Regions from separate parts of the Pan troglodytes genome. Here region 2 is linked to region 1. A link is a contact called in public HiChIP or PLAC-seq data. All regions are on one chromosome and are shown on one strand. Each heading gives the region's core, a stretch centred on a gene start, on an enhancer-like site or on the middle of the called end of the contact. The rest is flanking DNA. Distances are from core to core; before and after follow the strand shown. Region 1 holds the start of ATG10 (autophagy related 10). Region 2 holds the start of SSBP2 (single stranded DNA binding protein 2).

Evidence for each region. HiChIP or PLAC-seq counts read pairs in DNA pulled down with a chosen protein or histone mark.
Region 2: a contact with region 1 is called in an H3K4me3 HiChIP or PLAC-seq map of stem cell-derived excitatory neurons, with 5 times the contacts expected there. The contact joins the promoter of SSBP2 here to the promoter of ATG10 in region 1. A contact is called at or near these places in 2 of 7 Hi-C or Micro-C datasets (induced pluripotent stem cells and stem cell-derived neural progenitor cells) and 1 of 1 datasets of contacts at active chromatin or transcription factors (stem cell-derived excitatory neurons).

The regions. Positions count from the first base shown.
Region 1 is chr4:34,086,720-34,091,513 of NHGRI_mPanTro3-v2.0_pri, reverse strand. It overlaps ATG10 (autophagy related 10), which reads left to right and starts at 2,425. Exons shown (of 8, transcript XM_003310661.6): 1 at 2,425-2,686.
Region 2 is chr4:34,307,471-34,311,744 of NHGRI_mPanTro3-v2.0_pri, reverse strand. It overlaps SSBP2 (single stranded DNA binding protein 2), which reads right to left and starts at 3,010. Exons shown (of 16, transcript XM_063810341.1): 1 at 2,866-3,010.

The DNA.
Region 1 (4,794 bases), core at 1,176-3,675:
TTAATAATTAAGATATTATAAAATGGGTATGTCATGAAGTTATGAGATTAACTATGTACATATAAAGCTTCTGGAATATAATAGGCGTTCAATAAATTTTAACTTCCTCTCTTTTTGTGATCAATTCCTTGTTTTATTCAAAGAATACTTACTACTAGTTAGGAATATTGGGACTAGAAAATAATACCCCACAATGAAACTCTCAGAAGCAGCCTCAGAAGCAAAAGTTTTTCTCTGACCTCCTGCCTTCCTGTCTCTTGGTCCCATTCTCCCCTGATGCTAGCCATAGAAACTAGGCAGGCCATAGAAACTAGAACCTCTTTTCCCCAAAGCCAGTCATAAATCCTGGAAATATTACTTTAATTTTCTCCCGCCTTTCTTTGTAAAAACTGGCCATAAAGAAATTATCTGATCTACCTTTTTTGACTGTAGGTCCTAAGACCCTCATTGCAGAGAGGGTCCCGCCCCACACCCAGAAGGAAGGAATGCATGCCCAGAGAGTCCAAGAAGAATCTAGACAGACAGGCCTTGCTGGGTTTCCCCACTCAGGCTATTAGCATTAGAGCATACCCTTTTGTCCAATCATATTTCTACATGGCTGTCCATACTTTGTTGGATGTACAAATGAACATTACAATTTCCCCTGTATCTTTGGGTCTTCATTCTGAAGGTTCTCATGTATATATGCTAAATAAACTTGCATGCATTTCCTCCAATTACTCTGTCCTTTGTCAGTAGATTTTTCGGTGAACCTCAGCGATCAGAGAGGAGAGCTACAGGAGCCCTGCTTGAACCTTGAAATGCTATGATGACAGACCGTAGCCTTAAAGCAGTTTATAGTGTTGTAGGGTAAACACATAAAGAGGCCAATATCATTCTTTGCCATGAGGGATATGATGAGAGGAAGTACATGGAGGTTAACTGAGTTATTTCTTTTAGTTTCTTTGTTTTTGCTATGTGAATTATGAAACTTTAAAACACCTCCAGTGCAAAAAAATTTTTTTTTAAATTAACATGGTGGTTGGTGCACTGTGTTTCTAAAATATGGAGTACAATGTAAAGCAATGCATTCTTTTTAAAAAAATTTATTCTTATTTTGAAAAATTTTTGTAGAGATGAGGTCTCACTGCCTTGCCCATAGCTGGTCTCGAACTCCTGGGCTAAAGCGATCCTCCTACCTCGGGCTCCCAAAGTGCTGGGATTACAGGCGTGAGTCACTGTGCCCAGCCGCATTCTTGTTTTCATCTGTGAAATACGTTTTTAAGGTAAATACTTAAAGTTGATGGAGACACCTGGTCTACTTAAGCTCTCATTCAGAACACACTGCCTTGTGCTTTTAAAAAAATTAAATGGATAATCTAAATTGGCAGCTACCAATTACTTTATATCCATAGTTGCTAAAAAATGTTAGTGTAAGTTCATATTTATTAGTCGCATCATTTTGAGTTTTAAACTATTTCACAAGCAGTAAAATTTATACCTCTTATGGGTTTTGTCAAACAGTGGTTTAGTCACCAACACAATCACCGTATAGAAGCTCTCAAGCTCCTTTTTAGTCAACCCCTTCCTCCAGCCCTTTGCCCTGGTCGCCACTGATCAGTATTCTCTCCTTTTAAAAACACTTATTATTTGGAAATAATTATAGACACAGGAAATTGCAAAAATACTACAGCACCTAGAGTCCCGTGTACCTATCACCTAGTTTCCTCCAATGGTGACATCTTACACAACTGTAGTACAAGATCAAAAAACCATGTCATGTAGTTTGAAGGCAGGTTTTCCTTTCACTTCTTCGCCTGCATTTTCTCCTTTCATTTCCAACAAATTTAACTCTGTTGTTAGAAGGAGCAGATGCTAGTTTTCTTTCAGATGTCTGCTATTTCAGTTCGATTACCCGTTACTCCTACATTTTTTCTAGTCTTTATCCCCATCGTTTCGCCCCAATTTAATTTTGCAGCTAGTTTTTTTTTTTTTCTCCTCTGGGATATGTGCCACAGATGGTACTATTGTCAATATTCGAATTCCTAACTTCTCCCTCCATCCGTAAGTTTTCAAGGGGTAGCCGTGCTTGTGCTTAATTGTGGTGTTTACAGGACTTTTTGTAGCGTAAGCATGCTGGTTGGCATGGCTCCCCAACCTCTTAAGGGGATGCTAGTAACCCACTCCCCCCTCAACGAGCCGCCTTTGTGCTCCGCGGAGGGCACCGCCTGCGCTGGGTTGGAGGTGGGGGTTGACTGGGGAGAGCTGCCCGCCAGGCGAGGGGCGGGGCCTTGGCGGGGGTGGTCGCGGGCGGCGGGGAGGTCTCGCTTCCCTCCTCTCCACCCGCTCCCAGTCCCGGCCTGGGTCTCAGCCCCGCCCTGCCCAGAGCGCGCGGCCGATCACGTCACCGGCCTGCGCTAGGCGGCCCCCACGGCGCGGGAGGGCGCAGTGCGCACGCTCCGACTCGGCCGTGGCGGACCTGACTGAAGGAGGCCACGGCCACTTCTGGTTGGCTTCGGGGCGCGCTGGCTCGGCTCTTCCTCCGCCCTCGAGGCCCCCGCAGTCCCATCATTCAGTTCCGTAGGGTCACCGGCGCGGCAGTGGCCTCGCAGGGCGCTGGGTCCCTCTCCCCGGCTCTCCTCCCCCTGGCCCCGTCGCCCCGCCCTCGCCGGGCTGGGCTGCGGGGTCAGGGGCCGAGCGGAGAGGGGTGAGTATTCCCCACAGCCCTTGCCGGTTGCCTCCTCCCGGCTCTGCTTCCCACACGGTCCTCGCCCCACTCCTAGGACAGGGAGGAAGGGCACGCGCGGGTAGGCGGGAAACAGCCCAGTCCTGAACAAAAGGCCGGGGAAGCGGGTCCCCGCCGGTGAACTGCAGGCCTGTGCTGGCCGCCGCGAGCGGGGAAGGGCGAGGACACTCCCTCCTCGGGGACCCGGTCCCCGTCGCGCACACGGTGTCACCAGCACACCTGGCCCAGTACCCAAAGCACCCTCGAAGTGGGTAGTAACTACTTTGTGTTTAAAATCCACATACTGATAGCAAATCTTTGGTTGAAACAGTATTAAATTACTGGGGCTTCCAGTGGCTGAGTCCAACTTAATTTGAAGTTTCAGATTAAGTATCAGGAGGAATAACTTGATATTTAGAGCCAACAGGTTTTTCTTTTTTTTTTTAAACCTCCCAAAAAACCTATAAAATCAAGAATTGGCGGGGAGGACGGGAGAATGATAAAGGAATCGTTGACTGATTTATAGAAACTTTTAGTGGCGGTAAAAATTACAAAAGTATTGGAAATAAGGCAAAAGGACAGCATGTTTTTTTCAGAGTCAAAATGGAGCCTGTCTAACAGGCCCACCTGAAGATGATTTAGATGTCTAGGGGACTATATTTTGTTTGGCATGATGATATTGATTAGGGCCTAGGCTTTGTAGTTAACATCTTTTTCATTAATGGAGACGCAAATTATTTCTGAGTGGGAGAGAAATACAGTACTCCTAAAGGTTGTAGTTTTATTGCCTTGTAGGATATTAGCCATTTTTCTTTTCTTTTTTTTGAGACAGAGTCTTGCTCTGTCGCCCAGGCTGGAGTGCAGTGGCACGATCTCGGCTCACTGCAACCTCTGCCTCTCGGGTTCAAGCAATTCTCCTGCCTCAGCCTCCCGAGTTGCTGGGACGACAGGTGCCCGCCACCACGCTCAGCTAATTTTTGTAAGTTTAGTGGAGACGGGGTTTCACCATATTGGCCAGGCTGGTCCGGAACTCCTGATCTTGTGATCCGCCTGCCTCGGCCTCTCAAAGTGCTGGGATCACAGGCGTCAGCCACCGCGCCCGGCCAATATTAACCATTTTTCTGTCTAACCTATCAAACTTAACCATCCTTTCTTCAGTGTTTATGCTCAGTTCCTGAAATGCTTTTGAGCACACTAAGCCATTCAGCTTGTTCCATTGTGAGTTTAATAAATCTTTGTCACAGGTTCATTTTGAGTCATATTTATAACTTTTGTTATTGGACAATGGTCTCTATTCTTTAGTGGCAAAAACAAGTTTATGCTTCTCAGGATGGAAGGACATAGGCCCTGTGTGGTACTCAAATACATCTTAGGACTGCAAGTAGAATCCTTTCTCATTGCTTCGGAAGGGTTAAACAGTGACCAGAGGAAATGTTACAGAACCTTGACCAAAAAATAAATCCTGAGTATTGAGAAATTAAAATTAAAGTCTTGCAAATTGTAGAGTTTAAAAATTGTTATTGATATTTTAAATTGAAGAAATTAGTGGAAATAGTAGTTCTAAATTGCGTACATTTGAATGTGGAGTGTTAAAAGATTATTTCCCTTGTCTCCTGTTTTATTTAGGATAAGGTTAACTGAGATTTTGGTACATGGTGGGCCATTCAAGTTATGTATAATGTTTTGTGACAAACTACATGTCGACAGTAGTTCCTGATGCCTAATACATTTCTGAGAAAAGTAAAGCAGCCCTTTAGGAAAAACAAGGAGAGTAAAGCTTACAGAAGATTTCTTAAGATGGGCTTGATTTGATTATCTTTGAAACCTAGAGATGTGTTTGGGACCCAGGAGGTTGTGTTTGAATCATAAATATAATCAGGGAACCTTAAGAAAAAAAAAAGCCATGGAGATCATTTGGTGATTATCTATTGAAAACAAATGTTTTCAGGGGACAAGCAGCCTGAGTATAATAAAGCAATTAGAAAGTTGGGGAATGGAGAATAGGAGAATAAGCTGTACCTGAAGGAATCTTAATTAGGGAATGGTTGCTGAAAACTGCAGAGACAAGACTTCTCTAATGTGCTTACCTG
Region 2 (4,274 bases), core at 1,761-4,260, 220 kb before region 1:
GTGGCAATTATTTGTTTTCCTGGTGGGAAATCACAGAATTAGAGCTAGAAAGGACCACAGTTATACAAGTTCCAACATCCTTGTTATTATCTGAGAAACTAAAAAAAAAAATCAAGCAGTCATCAGGATACTGAGTGGGATTCAACTAAAGTTCACCCCTTCCTGGAAGTTCACCTAAAATCTAAAATTACTTTGATTCTCAAATTCAGTCACCCCCAAAATAAGATCATGCCTCAATACATTTCAATTCCTTCACTCTGACTAATGTGAAATTCAAATATTCTGTAATCATTAAAACATCCTCCTTCAGATGTTTTTATCAGGCACATTATAACAAAATGATTAATGCACACAAATGAGACTGCATTTCAAAACTTCAATTCTAGTAACTGCCGTTTCTTAACCAGGCTATAACGCTATGTCTTTTATATACTACTTGTCACAGCAACAAGATCCTGAATGCAGCTCAGAAAATATCTCTTGCAAAAAAACAAACAAGCCTCTCTAATTTTTGTTTTGTTTTGTTTTGCTTTGCTACATCAAGGCCTGATACCTCTAAATCCTATGGGAATTGAGTGTGTTGCTGCCAACACAAAGATTAGGAAATGTTCCCATCCCTAGGGCACACAAAACTTTCAGGGGGAGACTAACTGCCTAAACCAAGGAGGGAAACTCAGTCGCCTGCGCATTCGGTTTTTATTTACGCAGCTATTTCTGTGCGCAAGGTAACCAAAGTACCTTTGAGAGATGCTCTCAGACTTTTTCTCTGGTCTGAACCCCCTCAGAAAGACAGGGTGCGTTCAACGACAAGGATAACTCTGACCCTCAGAGTTTAAGTGGTTACTGGGAATCACTGATCTGTTGCACAGTTTAAAAAAAAAAGGGGGGGGGGTTCTTCCTCAGTGGTCACAGTCACTATTCGTTCTCATTTTTAGTAACAACCAAATCACCGTTACAAGTACACAAGAATAGCAGCAAACCGCTTTGCTTTGCAGTGTGCCGTGACAGTGGCATCCCGGGCCGGGAGGGGCTCTGTTCTCGCCAGCCGCCTCTTGGGCTCCCACCGAAGTTAACACCTGTATCTCCCCACAACTGTAACCAAGCGGCTCCTTCCCACCTGAACGCTTCTCCCCTCCCACAAACCCCTTTTCGGACCACTGCCCCTCCCCGCCGCAGCTGCCCTCCTCGGGCGCCCCCGGCGGCTCCCACAACTCCCCTCCGCGCGCCCCCGACCACCGCCCCGCCGGGCCCGCCCCTCCCGCCGCTCGGGGGCTGCCAGCCTCACAAAAAGTTCGCCAGCCGCCGCCGCGGAGTTGGGTCCGCTGCGAGAGGCAGAAACGCCAGCCTCCTCCAGCGGATCCCGCTCCTCGCCAACACACTTTAGCTCCCCGGGAACTCGGTCCCTCTCCGACTCCCAAACTTCTGCGGCGTCTCCGGCGCCCACCCGCCCCCACCCCAGCCCCAGCCCCAGCCCCAGCCCCAGCCCCGCGGCGCGCGGGGGACTGCGGGCGCCGCGTCCGTAGCTTGCCCAGGAAAGCCCGGACGCCCAACCCGCACACGCCCTCCGCGCCCCGCGCGCGTCTCCGCGCCCCGCGGGGCCCCGCTCGGCCGCTCCACGCCCGGCTTCCGCCCGCCGCGCGCCCGGCACCGCCGCCCTCGCCTCGCCCCGCGCTCGCGGCCCTGAGCCCCAGCGCCCAGGCCCCCGCCGCCGCGCTCCCCGCGCTGCCCGCCCCGACCCCGGCCGGCCCGCCAAACACCCACATTCCCACTGCGCGCCTTCCTCCACGCAGCTGCCCCTCCCGCCACCCCCGGCGGCTCTCCAGGTCCCCGGAGCCCCGGACCCCAGCTCTAAAGTTACTTTGGAAGGTGAACCCGCGGGTTATTTCCCTCAATCACCCAAACAAGTTTCCATCCTCGCCACCAGCACCACCGCCGCCCCTCAACACACCCGCTCCCTCCCGCCGACAGCCCCCTGCGGCCGCCCGCCCAGCGCCCGCACCTCCCGGGAAAGCGCAGCTCCCCGCACCACACGCCCCCATCGCGGCACCCCTCCCCCTGCCAGCCCACCCCCGGCGCTCCCCGGGCGGAGAGTGTCTGTGTCTCCCAGAGTGTGCGAGTGCGTGCGTGAGTGTGCGCGCGTGTGAAGGCGGAGGTGGGTGAGAAGCGGAGACACTTACTTCTCCCGGGCCTGGCTGTCGGACGGGACGGCGCTGCTGTTACTCTTGCCTTTGCCGTACATGCTTGTGCCGAGAGCAGCTCCCACTGTCACGCACCTGTCAACCCATCACAGCCTCCCCGGGAACAGCCCCGTCCCCATGGCGACCCACGCAGCCACCCCCACTATTGGCCGCCCCACGCCAAAGCTCCGCCCCCTTCGCCCAGGCAACGCGCGAGACTGACAGGCCTCCCCCTCCCTCCGGCCTTCCGAAGCGCGCGGTGGCGGCTAAGCCTCAGCGGCAGTCTCCTCCCTCCTTCCCTCCCTCCCCGACTCCCTCCCTCCCGCCTTCCCTCTCCGCTCTCCTCCCTCCACCCGCTCTCCTTCCCCCTCCCCCCTCCGAACCCGGGCGCAAGGGGGGAATTAGAAACTGCTCTAGAAGGATTTTAAACAACTGGCTGTTCTCTCCGTCGCCACCCCTCCCCCCGCGCCGCCCGCGCTCAGCTCCTCACTGGAGAGAAGGCGCCGGGAGGAGGAGAAACTGCGGCCTGGAGTCTCCGGCCGGAGCCGGCGGAGCTGGAGCCGTGGCGGCCCCAGACTTCGGGGCGCCCGCTGAGTCCACAGACAGAGCCACGGCCTCAGCCGCCCTGGGGCCCCCACCAGCCCCTCTCCCGCTCCTCTCCTATGCGTGACCCCGCGCCGGTACCCACGATTGATTTCTGCGGTCCTCAGCCCTACTCCCTGGGGTGTCGCCCCCGCCCTGTTCCCAGAGGGCCGGCTGGCGAGGGACACCCGCGCTGTTCCCTCGACCTTCTGGCTGAGCGACCGACAGCGACTCGCCTTCTCTCCTGGGGAAAGGCTGCACCTCCGGCCCTCGGCGCCGCTGCGGTGGCGGCGCCCGGGGCCGCGCCCTGCGCCCCAGGGGAGCACCCGGCCTGGGGTCGGCCTCCTCTGTAAGAGGTGAGCGGACCTCCCGAGGAGGCCCGGTGACTCCTGCGGCCGCAGCGGCCCCTGCCCCAACCCCTCCTTGCACGGAGCCCCGCGGCGCCCTGGACACCCCGCCAGATCTGCCGCAGAAGAGGGCCCCAGGCTTCCCCACCCGGCCTGGTTTAACAGTTTGGGTCAGTGATGCCTATTCATCCTGACCCCTGGAGTGGAAAAGGCCAGAAAAGGTCTTGAAAGACTTCCCTGTCCTTGCCCGTTAGAATAGGCCCCAGCGCGCTCCAAGGTGTACAAAGCTGTGCCAGGGCTGAAAGGCTGCCCGAGAATGTTTCTATATCCAAATCCCTAATCCCATTTCAGTAAACGCGCAAAAGTTTGAGAAACACACACAATCTGGTTCCCGGTAGAACTCTGCATCCTTTATCTTATTGAAGTCCTTGACTGTAAAATCAGACGGGTGCAAATGGGGTCAGAAAGAAGATGGGCTTCACACGGGGAAGAAGGGGACAGATGGGGTGGGACAGGGCGACATCTGGAAAGGATGAATAGAAAAGAAGCTATGGGAGGAGAGGGAAATAGGATTCGCGTGGAGGAAGGTACCGTTCTATTCCACACACATACAGCTTTAAGCATTTAGTAGGAGGATCATAAAATGCATATGGAGATATACAGACAGATGGAAAGGAAAGAAATGGGTGTGAGCATTGACAGAAGTGATAGGAATAAAACATCAACAGAAGATTAAGGAAGGGCAGTTAGCAAAAGTGAGAGGTCGAGAATCAAAAACGCGGTTGGCAACCAAACATAAAGACGGGAAAATGAAGAGGAAGGACTTTCTATACTGGTGTTAACGACAAGGAAAAAAACATGAGGAAAGTGAGGTATAAAAAGATGAGAAGACTAGAAGATACAGGATTAAATGAAGAAGCCATAGAGTGTGATAGCAAAAGATTAAAAGTAATAGAGGACAGACATTATCGTTAAAAAAAAGATATAAGAAAAAAAGCACTTTTACTAAAAGAACAAAAATTAAGCCAATAAAGGAAATGAGGGGGGGAAAGTGGGGGAAAAAAATACACTGGCTTAAGTAGATTAATTTCCAAGAGATGTAATTTGCCATTTCTGACTTAAGAATTCTTCTGTCTGTTTCTAATGACCTACAGTTATTGGGTGGTTG